2 separate regions of the Capra hircus genome follow, and region 2 is linked to region 1. Evidence: chromatin contacts called from public Hi-C data. All regions are on one chromosome and are shown on one strand. The core of a region is the stretch at or near the end of the contact, and the rest is flanking DNA. Distances in the headings are between cores, read along the strand shown. Region 1 overlaps FGD2 (FYVE, RhoGEF and PH domain-containing protein 2). Region 2 holds the start of C23H6orf89 (bombesin receptor-activated protein C6orf89 homolog).

What was found. Hi-C and Micro-C count contacts between places; a contact is called where the count stands out from the background.
Region 2: a contact with region 1 is called in a Hi-C map of blood, with 6 times the contacts expected there. The contact joins the promoter of C23H6orf89 here to the enhancer-like site in region 1. A contact is called at or near these places in 2 of 5 Hi-C or Micro-C datasets (both in blood).

Annotation. Positions count from the first base shown.
Region 1 is chr23:37,820,974-37,826,683 of ARS1.2, forward strand. It overlaps FGD2 (FYVE, RhoGEF and PH domain-containing protein 2), which reads right to left. Exons shown (of 16, transcript XM_018039186.1): 10 at 228-307; 11 at 108-138. Among named protein-coding and RNA genes, the nearest start is that of FGD2, 20 kb to the right of the region's middle. Within about 2 kb of position 2,533, at least 4 of the 5 cell types and tissues checked have an H3K27ac peak or open chromatin away from gene starts, as enhancers often do.
Region 2 is chr23:37,950,664-37,956,373 of ARS1.2, forward strand. It overlaps C23H6orf89 (bombesin receptor-activated protein C6orf89 homolog), which reads right to left and starts at 2,077. Exons shown (of 9, transcript XM_013973851.2): 1 at 1,929-2,077.

The DNA of each region.
Region 1 (5,710 bases), core at 1,283-3,782:
CACGTCCACACACACACACACACACACACGCACACACGCACACACTCAGCACCCCTCCCTCCCCCACAGTCACAACCCTTGGGGCCCTGGAGCTTTTGTTCTGATACCTGCAACCAGGAGATCATTTCCTCCTGGGACCTGCTCAGAAAGAGAACACAGGTGTTGAGGGGAGCGGCCCCTCCCAGCTTTCCCATCTCTCCCCTCCCCACCGACCCGCCCCTGCTTACCGGGCTCGCAGCTCCAGGGTTCGCTGCTTCCCGGACACCAGGAAGGAGTGGGGGAACTCTGCGTCAGTCAGCTCCCGCACCTGCTCCAAAGAGAGGGAGAGATGGCTCAGGCTCCCGCCCGCCCCCCCCAGGCACTGTGGTGGGGAGGGAGGAGGATCGTGCCCCAGGGACAATTCAAACAGAGAGACAAGGATGGGGAGCTTGCTCAGTGGCTCCCCATTCCGTCTAGCCCAGCAAAGGTGCCCCGAGCTGGCCTCGATCAACAGAGCAGACGGGACCTGGGGCTCCCAGAACTTCAGCAGATAAGCCTGCCCAGGGTGAGGCGGGGACTCCCGACAAAAGGGTCACCAAGATGGAAACTGGCTCACACGCTGGGTTTGGGGACACGGCTTTTCCAATAGCAGACATAGGGCCTAGGATGAAACCCTCTGCCCCATATCGTGAATGAAGGAATTGATAACAGCTCGACAGACCGGACAGATCTCCACCTCCTGTCCTCCACCACCCTCATCCCAGAACTCCGCAGGTTCCGAGGCCGCTGTGAAGGCTGCCGGTCACAAAGCGCTTCGCTGAGCACCCGCACGTGTTCTCATTTAATGGGCACAACTGCTGAACCCACTGATCAGTTCTAACACTTAACGGCCACCACGTGTCCCTGAGGGCACTGCCTGCCACCGGCTGCAGTCCTCTGGCACAGCTGAACCCGTGGTCATCTACCAGTTTCTGGGGAATATGGGGGCCCATGGGACACAGTGAATGACACCACTGGGGTGCGGTCAGCAGAATCCAGACTGAGAGCGACTCTGCCAGAGAAATGATCTGATTTTCAATTAATAAATGAGAGGAAAGTAGGAGAGGGAAGTATGATAGATAAAGGGCATGTAAGAAGCATATCAGAAATGATTCACACAGATCAGCTGTGAGAAGGCAATTACGACCCAGCCAAGGAGAACCAAGGGATCTCTCTGTTATTAAATAAGTATCATTAATTTGTTAGATGTAATCATGGTACTGTTGGCATCTTTTAGGGCAAAAAAAAGAGAAAAGAGTCCTTGGGCCTTCACTGGCGGTACAGTCTGAGTTTCCACTGCAGGAAGCAAGGGTTTGATCCTCAGCTGGGGAACTAATATCCCACATGCAGCATGGAATGGCCAAAAAATAAAATAAAATATCTTTTTTAAAAAACAGTTCCCAAAAAAAAAAAAAAAAAAAAAAAAACAGTTCCTGCCTCTTACAAAGACATACTGAAGTATTTATAGGTGAAATGATTGCGTGTCTGAGATTTGCTCTTAAATAATCCATTGGAAAAGGGGACTAGAAGGGGGGTTGCTGAAGAGACCAGTTTTGAGTTGACAGTCATCCTAACCAGGTGATGAATATATGAGGTACCATTTTCTCCCCTTAAAAGTGTCCATAATAAACAGATGTGAATGAAAATCTTTACAGCAATCTTGAGAGGCAGATATTATCACCCTCATTTGGGAGATGAGGAAATGGAGGTCAGAGAGGACAAGAGACCTGCTTGGGGTCACACAGCATCTAAAGAGCAGAATGAAGATTCAGACTCAGGGTTTCGGTCCTCATGGGTAAGGTAGAAGCACGTCTCTTTCTACTCTACCCCAGAGCCCGGTAAACACAGATGCCTCCCAGGCCGTGTGAAGACAGGGTCATGAAAGGAAGTGAAGACACAGACCTGGAGCCCAGGGGCCTAGCATGGAGGGACGTGAACCCACCTGACACTTGGCCCCTCTGCAGCTCCCTGCCGCAAGGTGAGCAGGCCTTGGCACACTTTCAGGCCGCCCACCACTCCTGCAAGAGCATGACTTGCTCACGAGAGGCCTGGTCTATTCACTGGGCCCACAGAACCTGCCCGTTGCCTCTAGAAGGGGCTGGATGTGACCTGCTCTTGATACCCTTGACAATGCGGAGGCTCAAAGGGTCTATATCAGGAATCTGGCAAGACTCCATGACTGACTGGGGGAGGGAGAGGGACAAGAAGGGAGAAATCTAAGGCTTGGAGGCCAGAGCTGGGAAGAAACATGACGCTTTTCATAGTAAAGGGGAACTGGGGAGATCCCTGACCTGAGGGACCACCTCTGCAGGGGTGCAGGATGTAGGTTTCTGAAGGACAGTTTCCCGAGCTGGGCTGTGCCCAGGCTCAACCACCAGACTTGGCAGTCAGGTCCCTGCCAGCCCATGCAGTGCCTTTGTGCTAATTAGAAAAAGACACCTCTTCCTCAAAACACTTTACTGACATCTGTTGGCAAACTGATGTAATAGTCAAGAGTCTGGTTTGTTGAACCCGAGACTTGACTGCCATCTGCCGGACAATGAGAACTGTCTATATGCAACCTGTGCTGTCTGCTGTGGCTGCCGAGCGCTCGTTTTAGCTGGGAGGTGCTCGTGCAGTGCCCAACCTGCACAGCTGTCCATGGAGACGCAGTTGTCTTGGGTCCATGAGTGCCCAAGGGCCCACACCCAGGATGGCCCTGTGCAGAATGGCACAAAGATAGGACCCAGGCAGGCCAGGAGGAGAAGGGGACGACAGAGGATGAGATAGTTGGATGGCATCACCGACTCAATGGACATGGGTCTGAGTAAACTCCGGGAGTTGGTGATGGACAGGGAGGCCTGGCGTGCTGCAGTCCATGGGGTCGCAAAGAGTCGGACACGACTGAGTGACTGAGCTGAACTGAGCCCCTGGGGGGTGGAAATCAGCTGCTGAGATCCAGGGCTCCCTGACACTCAGGAAGGAGAGAGGCCGGGGGGTATGGGCTAGTGGGAGCCATCATAGTGGTCAAAGACCAGCCCTGCCTCCAAACCTCAGACTCAGAAAATGATTCCTGTACAAACGCGGCTGGGTGGACAGCTCTGCACCCGCCAGGCCCGCGCCATCCAGGAGAGGGCGCTGTGTGACCACCAGAGCACCAGACACGCCCTGCAGTGATTGTGTTCGCCGAGACTGGCAGACGCCGGGAAGACGGCGCACACATCCTGAGCGTCAGACACTCTAGGGAACATATTTATGGATTTCCTCTTAACGACTCTGTTTTGGTCTCTATATTTCTTGGCTTTTCTGTCAATCTTTGCCTCTCTTTTTCTATGCCTGGGTCTCTGCCAGTCCTAAGACAGGGCTGCCAGTCTCCAATTTCTCTAGTCTCAATTTCTCAATTTCTCAGTCTCACCCACCACGGCGCCCAGACGTACAAGCGCATGCCTGCTCTGGCCTCTGGGACATTCTGGCCACATTCAGTAAGAGAAGCTGGATGACACAGAGTAGGGGGCTGCGTTCCCAAAAGACCTCAGTCTGCTGAGGCATGGGGGGCGGACTGGGAGCCCCCAGAAGCTGCCCATGTCCAGCCATCAGCTCTCATCACCCTCAGACTACACCCCACCCCCAGCCCTTGTTTCAGCCCCAAATGCCAGGCAATCCAAGTCAGGAGCGGGGGCAAGGCCCTCCTGCAGGGGCTCTCAGACCTCAGGAGGTCTCCAGGGTCAGAATTGGGCTGCCTCCTGGGGCAAATCCTGGGAGATGTCATGTGGGGTAAGGAGAGGGAAAGGGGAGATGGAAAGATACTAAGATGGGCCAGATCTGACCTCTGTTTCTTCCAGCCCCGGCCACCGGGACTTAGGAGCCATCAGAGAGGGGTGGCCCAGAGGGTTTTCTTCCCATTTCCTCCACTATGCCTGCAGTTCCACCCTATGCTTTATCCCTCTGGGTTGAAGCCTTAATAGGAGACAGTATAGTATGCTGGTTAGATACAGAGGCTCTGGACTCTGTTATATCTGGGCTTGATCATGCAAACAAGGATTTGCTGTGTGAGCCCCAAGCAAGTTACTTAATCTTTCTGAAAGAGAAAGTGAAAGTCACTCAGTCGTGTCCAACTCTTTGTGACCCTATGGACTATAGAGTCCATGGGATTCTCCAGGCCAAAATACTGGAGTGGGTAAGCCTTTACCACTGAGCCAGCTCTTTACCAGCTGAGCCACAAGGAACCCCAAGAATACTGGAGTGGGCAGCCTATCCCGTCTCCAGCGGAACTTTCCGACCCAGGAATCGAACCGGGTCTCTGCATTATAGGCAGATTGTTTACCAACTGAGCTATCAGGGAGGCCCTAACCTTTCTGGGCCTTGTTTTTTTTTAATCAGTGTTTAGGTTCACAGCAAACCTGAGAGGAAGGTACAGAGATTTCCCAGATGCCCCCTGTGCCCATACGTGCACAGCCTCTCCATTAATAACACTTCCCCACCAGAGCGGTACATGTGTTAGAATCAACAAACCTGTCATCATTACCCAAGGTTCATAGTTCACATCACACTTCACTCTTGGTGTTGTACACATTCTGTGGGTTTGGATAAATGTATAATAACTGATATCTACCATTATATAGACAGAGGAGTCCATGGGGTCACAAAGAGTTGGACATGACTTAGCAACTAACCAACAGCAACCATTATAGCACCATACAAAGCAGTCTCACCACCCTTAAAATCCTGCGTTCATCCCTCCCTTCCCAACCCCAGTAACCACTGACCCTCTCGCTGTCTCCATCCAGAGAGAAAATGCCTCTTCCAGGATGTCACAGCATCGGAATCAGACAGTAGACGTGCACGTATGTATGTACGTAGAATCAGACAGGAGGCGTGCACCGTATGTATGTATGTAGAATCAGACAGTAGACGTGCATGTATGTATGTATGTAGAATCAGACAGTAAGCGTGCATGTATGTAGTATGTATGTAGAATCAGACAGTAGGCGTGCACCATATGTATGTATGTATGTAGAATCAGACAGTAAGCGTGCATGTATGTAGTATGTATGTAGAATCAGACAGTAGGCGTGCACCATATGTATGTGTGTATGTAGAATCAGACAGTAGGCGTGCACCATATGTATGTATGTATGTAGAATCAGACAGTAGGCGTGCACCGTATGGATGTATGTATGTAGAATCAGACAGTAGGCATGCACCGTATGGATGTATGTAGAATCAGACAGTAGACGTGCATGTATGTATGTATGTAGAATCAGACAGTAGGCGTGCACCATATGTATGTATGTAGACTCAGACAGTAGGTGTGCACCGTATGTATGTATGTAGAATCAGACAGTAGGCGTGCATGTATGTAGTATGTATGTAGAATCAGACAATAGGCGTGCACCATATGTATGTGTGTATGTAGAATCAGACAGTAGGCGTGCACCATATGTATGTATGTAGACTCAGACAGTAGATATGCACGTATGTATGTATGTAGAATCAGACAGTAGGCGTGCACCGTATGTATGTATGTAGCCTTTCAGATGGGCTTCTTCCACTGAGTAATACGAATTTAACCTTCCTTCATGTCTTTCCATGGCTTTATAGCTCACTCCTTCTTACCACTGAATAATATCTCACTGTCTGGATGTATCACTTTATTTCCTTATTTTTGAAAATGGGATTAACTACAGATATCCTCAGACTGTACACAGTTACT
Region 2 (5,710 bases), core at 827-3,326, 130 kb after region 1:
CTGGAGTCAGAAAAAGCTGAATTCAAATACTAGATTCTCCATCTATTGTGTGGCCATGAGACACTGTTCTAACCTCTCTAAAGCCTCAGAGTTTTTTATCTATAAAATAAGGATAATTGTGTCTTTCCAACCATGTTGTTAATCAATTACAAGGTGATATATCTAAAACATTTGTCTTATTACCCAAATTAAATACGTAATAATTATAATAACATGAAGTCCAAATTACTTAGCATGACCCACTGGTTACTGCCTATCTGTTCAGTCTAGTTTCCCATTCTTTCCTCATATTCTTTGCTGCCATACTATTTCACACCTTTCTGCTTCTGTACACATAATTTTCTGTTTACAAAAACTATCCTCCTGTGCTTTGTCCAATGAGTGAACACTATTTCTGCCCTTTGAATCTCAGCCCTTCATTTCTGCCCTTTGAACCTTAAACACAACCCTAGCACCCTGTATTACATCTATTCCTTGTCTTCCTTGCCACGAAACTGTTTCTTGAAAGCAGATTTTTTGGAGAAAATAACAACACAAACTAATAACAGACATGGAAATTCACCTCAGAGATATGGAACCTTATCACTGCCTGTTGAACAATTTATAGAAAAGACCTAATCATTTTGTTCACAAACTAGCGGTTTATTTTACTTATTTTTCAAAAACACATCAGCCTAATGAGAGTTTAGGTGAGCAAGATAGGAACTTCACACTTAGATTTTGTGTGTGTGTAGCTTTAAATAGCTGTGGAAGAACAGGGATTTGAACTGGGTCTTGAAAACTGTTTTGGTCTAAAGCAGAAAGGGCAGACAGGGCCTGTGGTATTCGAATTGGTGGATGTGAACTTCAGTCAAAACTTCAATGTAGCAAAGCTAAATTTAGGTTAAAGCATGTCCTTCCTTAAAGGGAAACTGTCATAACTCAAACAAGCAAATTTATTAAGGGAAAGATGTCCATGGAAGATTCCACTATGGGAACAACCAAATGAGCAAATAGGAAAAGTCAGAAATTATTCTGGAAGTAGTCTCTATTATGAGTGAAAGTGTTAGTCGCTCAGTCTGACTCTTTGCAACCCCACGGACTGTAGCCGGCCAGGCTCCTCTGTCCTAAGAATTCTCCAGGCAAGAATACAGGAATAGGTTGCCATTTCCTCCTCCAGGGGATCTTCCTGACCCAGGGATTGTACCCACTTCTGCATTGCAAGCGGATTCTTTATCATCTGAGCCACCAGGGAAGCCCCTATCATGAAGAGAAGGCCAAATACCTTAAAACTGGTGTAATGGCAAATACCAAGGATATGCAGGCTCTTAGACCAGAAAAGAAGTGTGGCTTGCAGGACTAATGATCTTAAAACACTACGCAACATGAAGCAGGCAAATTTCCTTGTTCTAAATGGAGATTACAAACAGCTCATTTAATCAAGCCAATAAACCAAGTCATATTCCTTTCTGAAATCCGAGATGCCATGTTTATCATAAAAAAAAATTTTTTTTTTTAATTCCTTCCCTAACAATTATCAGAAAAAGATGTTTCGGAGTGGAGCGGGAAATCTACTGTAAACATTCAAAAAAAAAAAAAAAAAAAGACAAAGCTAAAAGGGCAATGAAATATAGACTTCGCTAGGACCGCTGTTTTGGTCACTATTGTGACCCCGCGAAACAAGTTCAATTAGGGCGGAACTCTCTGCTCTCCCCGGCAGAGGCAAGGGAAAAAAGGGAGAAGTCTTTTAAGAAAGTTGACCCCGGGGGGTTGGTGAAGGGTGCTGTCAGTCCGCAAAACGGCAAAGGCTCAGAGAAGGGGTCAGCGCAGGGGCAGGAGTGGCACTGGCGCGGAAAGGTGGGCTGCGCGAGGAGTTTACAGACGGGTGCGGCGACAGTGTTGTCACGAAGCTGCCTCCCCCCTCCCGGCCTCGGGCCCCAGTCACTTACATGCGGGGCCCGCGCCCCCTCGGGCTCCTCCCGCCTCGGGGACAGCAAGCCGCCGGGCGAGGAGGATAGGCCGACAACTTCCTACTTCCGGGCGCGCAACCCGGAAGCAACTCCCACTCCACAGACGAGGCCGCGCTCCTTCTTCCCGCCGGAAGCTTCCGCCAGAAGTAGAACTGGCGATGTCTCGGAGAACTTGGGAACTATCACGAGATCTGGAGAGCACGGCTTCTTGCTCCCCCTGGCGGCCAGTTCTTCCCTCTCGGCCTTCTGCAGTCCTCGCCAGCGGTCTCTTTGTGAGACAATGCCGACTTCATCGCTGAACTAATTCACTCAATGAGTATTTGTTGAGCCTCCTACTATGTGACAGGCAGCGTGTTAGGCATTAAGAGAAGGAAGTGGGAGGGATAACGTAAGAAATCTAAAAGAAAGGCAGACAAATAGATCACTCAAATTTACGCACGGCACACTCATTATACACTCTGTATACACTCTGTATACACTCTCATTAATGTTTACTCTTTGCCACACATTACAAAGGACTTTATATTCGTGAAACTTCTTCAACAACCTTCATTTACCCTCTTACTAACCAAGCTGAAGTTTATGGGAAGGTTAAATTGCTCGAGATTAGCGTCTGCCTGTTGGAGAAGGCAATGGCACCGCACTCCAGTACGCTTGCGTGGAAAATCCCATGTATGGAGGAGCTTGCTGGGCTGCAGTCCATGGGGTCGCTAAGAGTCAGACACGACTGAGCGACTTCACTTTCACTTTTCACTTTCACGCAATGGAGAAGGAAATGGCAACCCACTCCAGTGTTCTTGCCTGGAGAATCCCAGGGACGAGGGAGCCTAGTGGGCTGCCGTCTATGGGGTCGGACAGAGTCGGACACGACTGAAGCGACTTAGCAGCAGCAGAGTCTGCCTGCAGTGCGGGAGACTTGGGTTCGATCCGTGGGTTGGGAAGATCCCCTGGAGAATGAAATGGCAACCCACTCCAGTAATCTTGCCTGGAAAATTCCATGGACTGAGGAGCCTGGTAGGCTACAGTCCATGGGGTCGCAAAGAGTCGGACACACGGAGCGACTTCACGTTCGCTCTGCTCAGATTCTGATCTGGAACACGCCCTGTGTGAATGTTGAACTGAACTGGATAAGGCATGCTTGCTCAGTCATGTCTGACTCTCTGTGACCCCATAGCCTGTAGCCCTCCAGGCTCCTCTGTTCATGGAATTCTCCAGGCAAGAATACTGGAGTGAATTGCCATTTCCTACTCCAGGGGATCTTCCTGACCTTGGGATTGAACTCCTGTCTCCTGCATTGCTGGCTGATTCTTTACCACTATGCCACCTGGGAAGCCCAACTGCATAAGGACAGGGTCCCTAACATAGGTTATTGACAGTCTACTTGGTGAGAAGAAAATCGGAGACAAGCATTTAGACAGTGATGGAATGTGGCACCAAATTAAAGATCGAGAAGAGAGAAGGAGAGTCTACTACAGACAGGATGAGTAGACAGGAGATGGAACAGGGGAGACTGGGTGAAGTTTGGTAAAGCACTGCAAGGAAAAAGACTAGCTTGGGCAGCACACTGAAAGCTGGGAATGCTGATTGCACATATAAGGCTTGGATAATAAAGTAGTCCAAAATCTGACTGGAGAAGTCAGTGAGCGGTCAATGATGAAGGGCCTTCAAGCTCAGGCCAAGTGATTTGGGATTTTAATAGGCAAAGAGAAACCGTTTAATACTTCATGGCAATATCTTATAGTATTTCAGAGGAGGGCTTTGGCTGCTGTGTGTCAAATAGATTACTAGAGGGAAACCAAAGGGAAGGGAAGCTCCAGCAAAGGAGCTTCTGAACTAATCCTGGTGTTAAAGGTCTGAAGCAGCAGTGGGAATGGGAAGAAAGGAATACAGTTTGGGGACCTTTGGAAAAAAGAGTTGACATGTTTGATGATGTGTCATTTACAGGGAGCAGAGATAAAGAGGATGATCCTTAGGATTCCAGCTCAAAAATGATGTTATAATTTTGTTTTTAATAAGGGGCATTTACTCAGAAGACACATTAAACTTAGATACAGAATAAATGAAGTAAGTACAAGCTGCAATCTAATAGTGAACTTAGAACAGGAATCTAGGCCTCTTTGTCAATTCTGCCCTGAAGTCACTGACACCTAATGTTCTCTTGGGAATAAAAAGTCCAACCAAAGCTGAGCTTCTTGAGTAAGGATTTTGGAATGAGCCAGCAAGGTGCTGTCTTATGCTTCTGTTAAACCCCAATGCATCTTCACCATGCCCTAAGCCTCCCAAGATATGTAGTAAGGAACTACGTAAGGTCCCGAGGAAGGAAACTCGGATAACAACAGACAGGACCAACAATGAAAACTTTTCCATCCAGCTCAAAGGCCATAAAGAGGGCATGAACACAAGACTGCAGGAAGTGTAAATTCATTATACCTTACATCAGCACAGCTTTCATCAGTCTAAAATGCAAGTTTCTTTTTTTAAATAATTTTATTCATTTACTCATTTTGTTCATTTATTTATGGCTGTGCTGGGTCTTCATTGCCGCACAGGCTTTTCTCCAGCTGAAGAGAGCAGGGGCTACTCTGCGTTGCAGTGCGTGCGCTGCTCAGTGCGGTGGCTTCTCTGGTCGCGGTGCATGGGCTCTGGGTGCACAGGCTTCAGTAGTTGCGGTGCCCAGGCTCCAGAGCCCAGGCTCAGGAGTTGTGTGGCACACGGGCTTAGTTAGTTTAGTTAAGGTGGTGCCTGGGATCTTCCTGCAGGGATTCATGCCAGGCAGATTGTTTACCACTGAGCCACCAGTGGTAAACATTTAGGGAAGCCCCTAAAATATAATTTTCTGTTTATTATTCATTCAATGAAACTTAAGCATCCTATGTTCAGTGCTCTGCGAGGAGGGCACAAAGATGAACGTGGCTCAGTTATTCTCTCAAGGAGCGCACTGTCTGGTTTGACCTTTCCAATCTTGTATACCCTTATTCCTGCCTGGCAATTAAGGAAACTAGGGCTGAACTGTGGTCAAGAGCACAGGGTCACAGCTGCGGTACTTTGAGCAAGTTATCTCTGCAAGTCTCAGTTTCCTCAAAATAAAAGGGGGAATAGTGATATCTACCTCTTGTGGGTTTGAAGATTAAGTGTTGTCAAAAGTTCAAAAATAAGCTACAAGGATATATTGCAGAGCACAGGGAATATGGCCAATATTTTATAATAACTATAAATGGAGTATAACCTCTACGAATTGTGAATGAGGAAATTTCCAAGTCTGAGTTCCATTTGTGTTTGATTTTTAACGGTGTGAAAGTACACAATAGTGCTTACTGGATGCCTGGTATAAAGCAAGCATTCATTTAACTGCCATTATCAAGTGCTGTGCAAAGCATTTACAGTATGTTCACTGACCCCATTTCTTTCTTGTCCTCCCTCCAAACCTCCTCTCATTGTCTTTGATAATGTTCAAACACTCCTAACAACCTTGGACTTCCATCTATCCCAGCCACAGTCACTCTAATCCTTGCTTCTAGCCCTGACCTATTCGATCTTCATTCTCCTAGCTTTCCCTTCCTTTATCTCTGATTTTCTTCCCAGTCCTTCCCTCTTCCCTCTCCCCAGACACTTTGTCTTTGGAGACTCTAAGTCTGATTTGCTTCATGGCTATGGGGCTGTCCGAGAAGGCAATGGCACCCCACTCCAGTACTCTTGCCTGGAAAATCCCATGGACGGAGGAGCCTGGTGGGCTGCAGTCCATGGGGTCGCGAAGGGTCGGA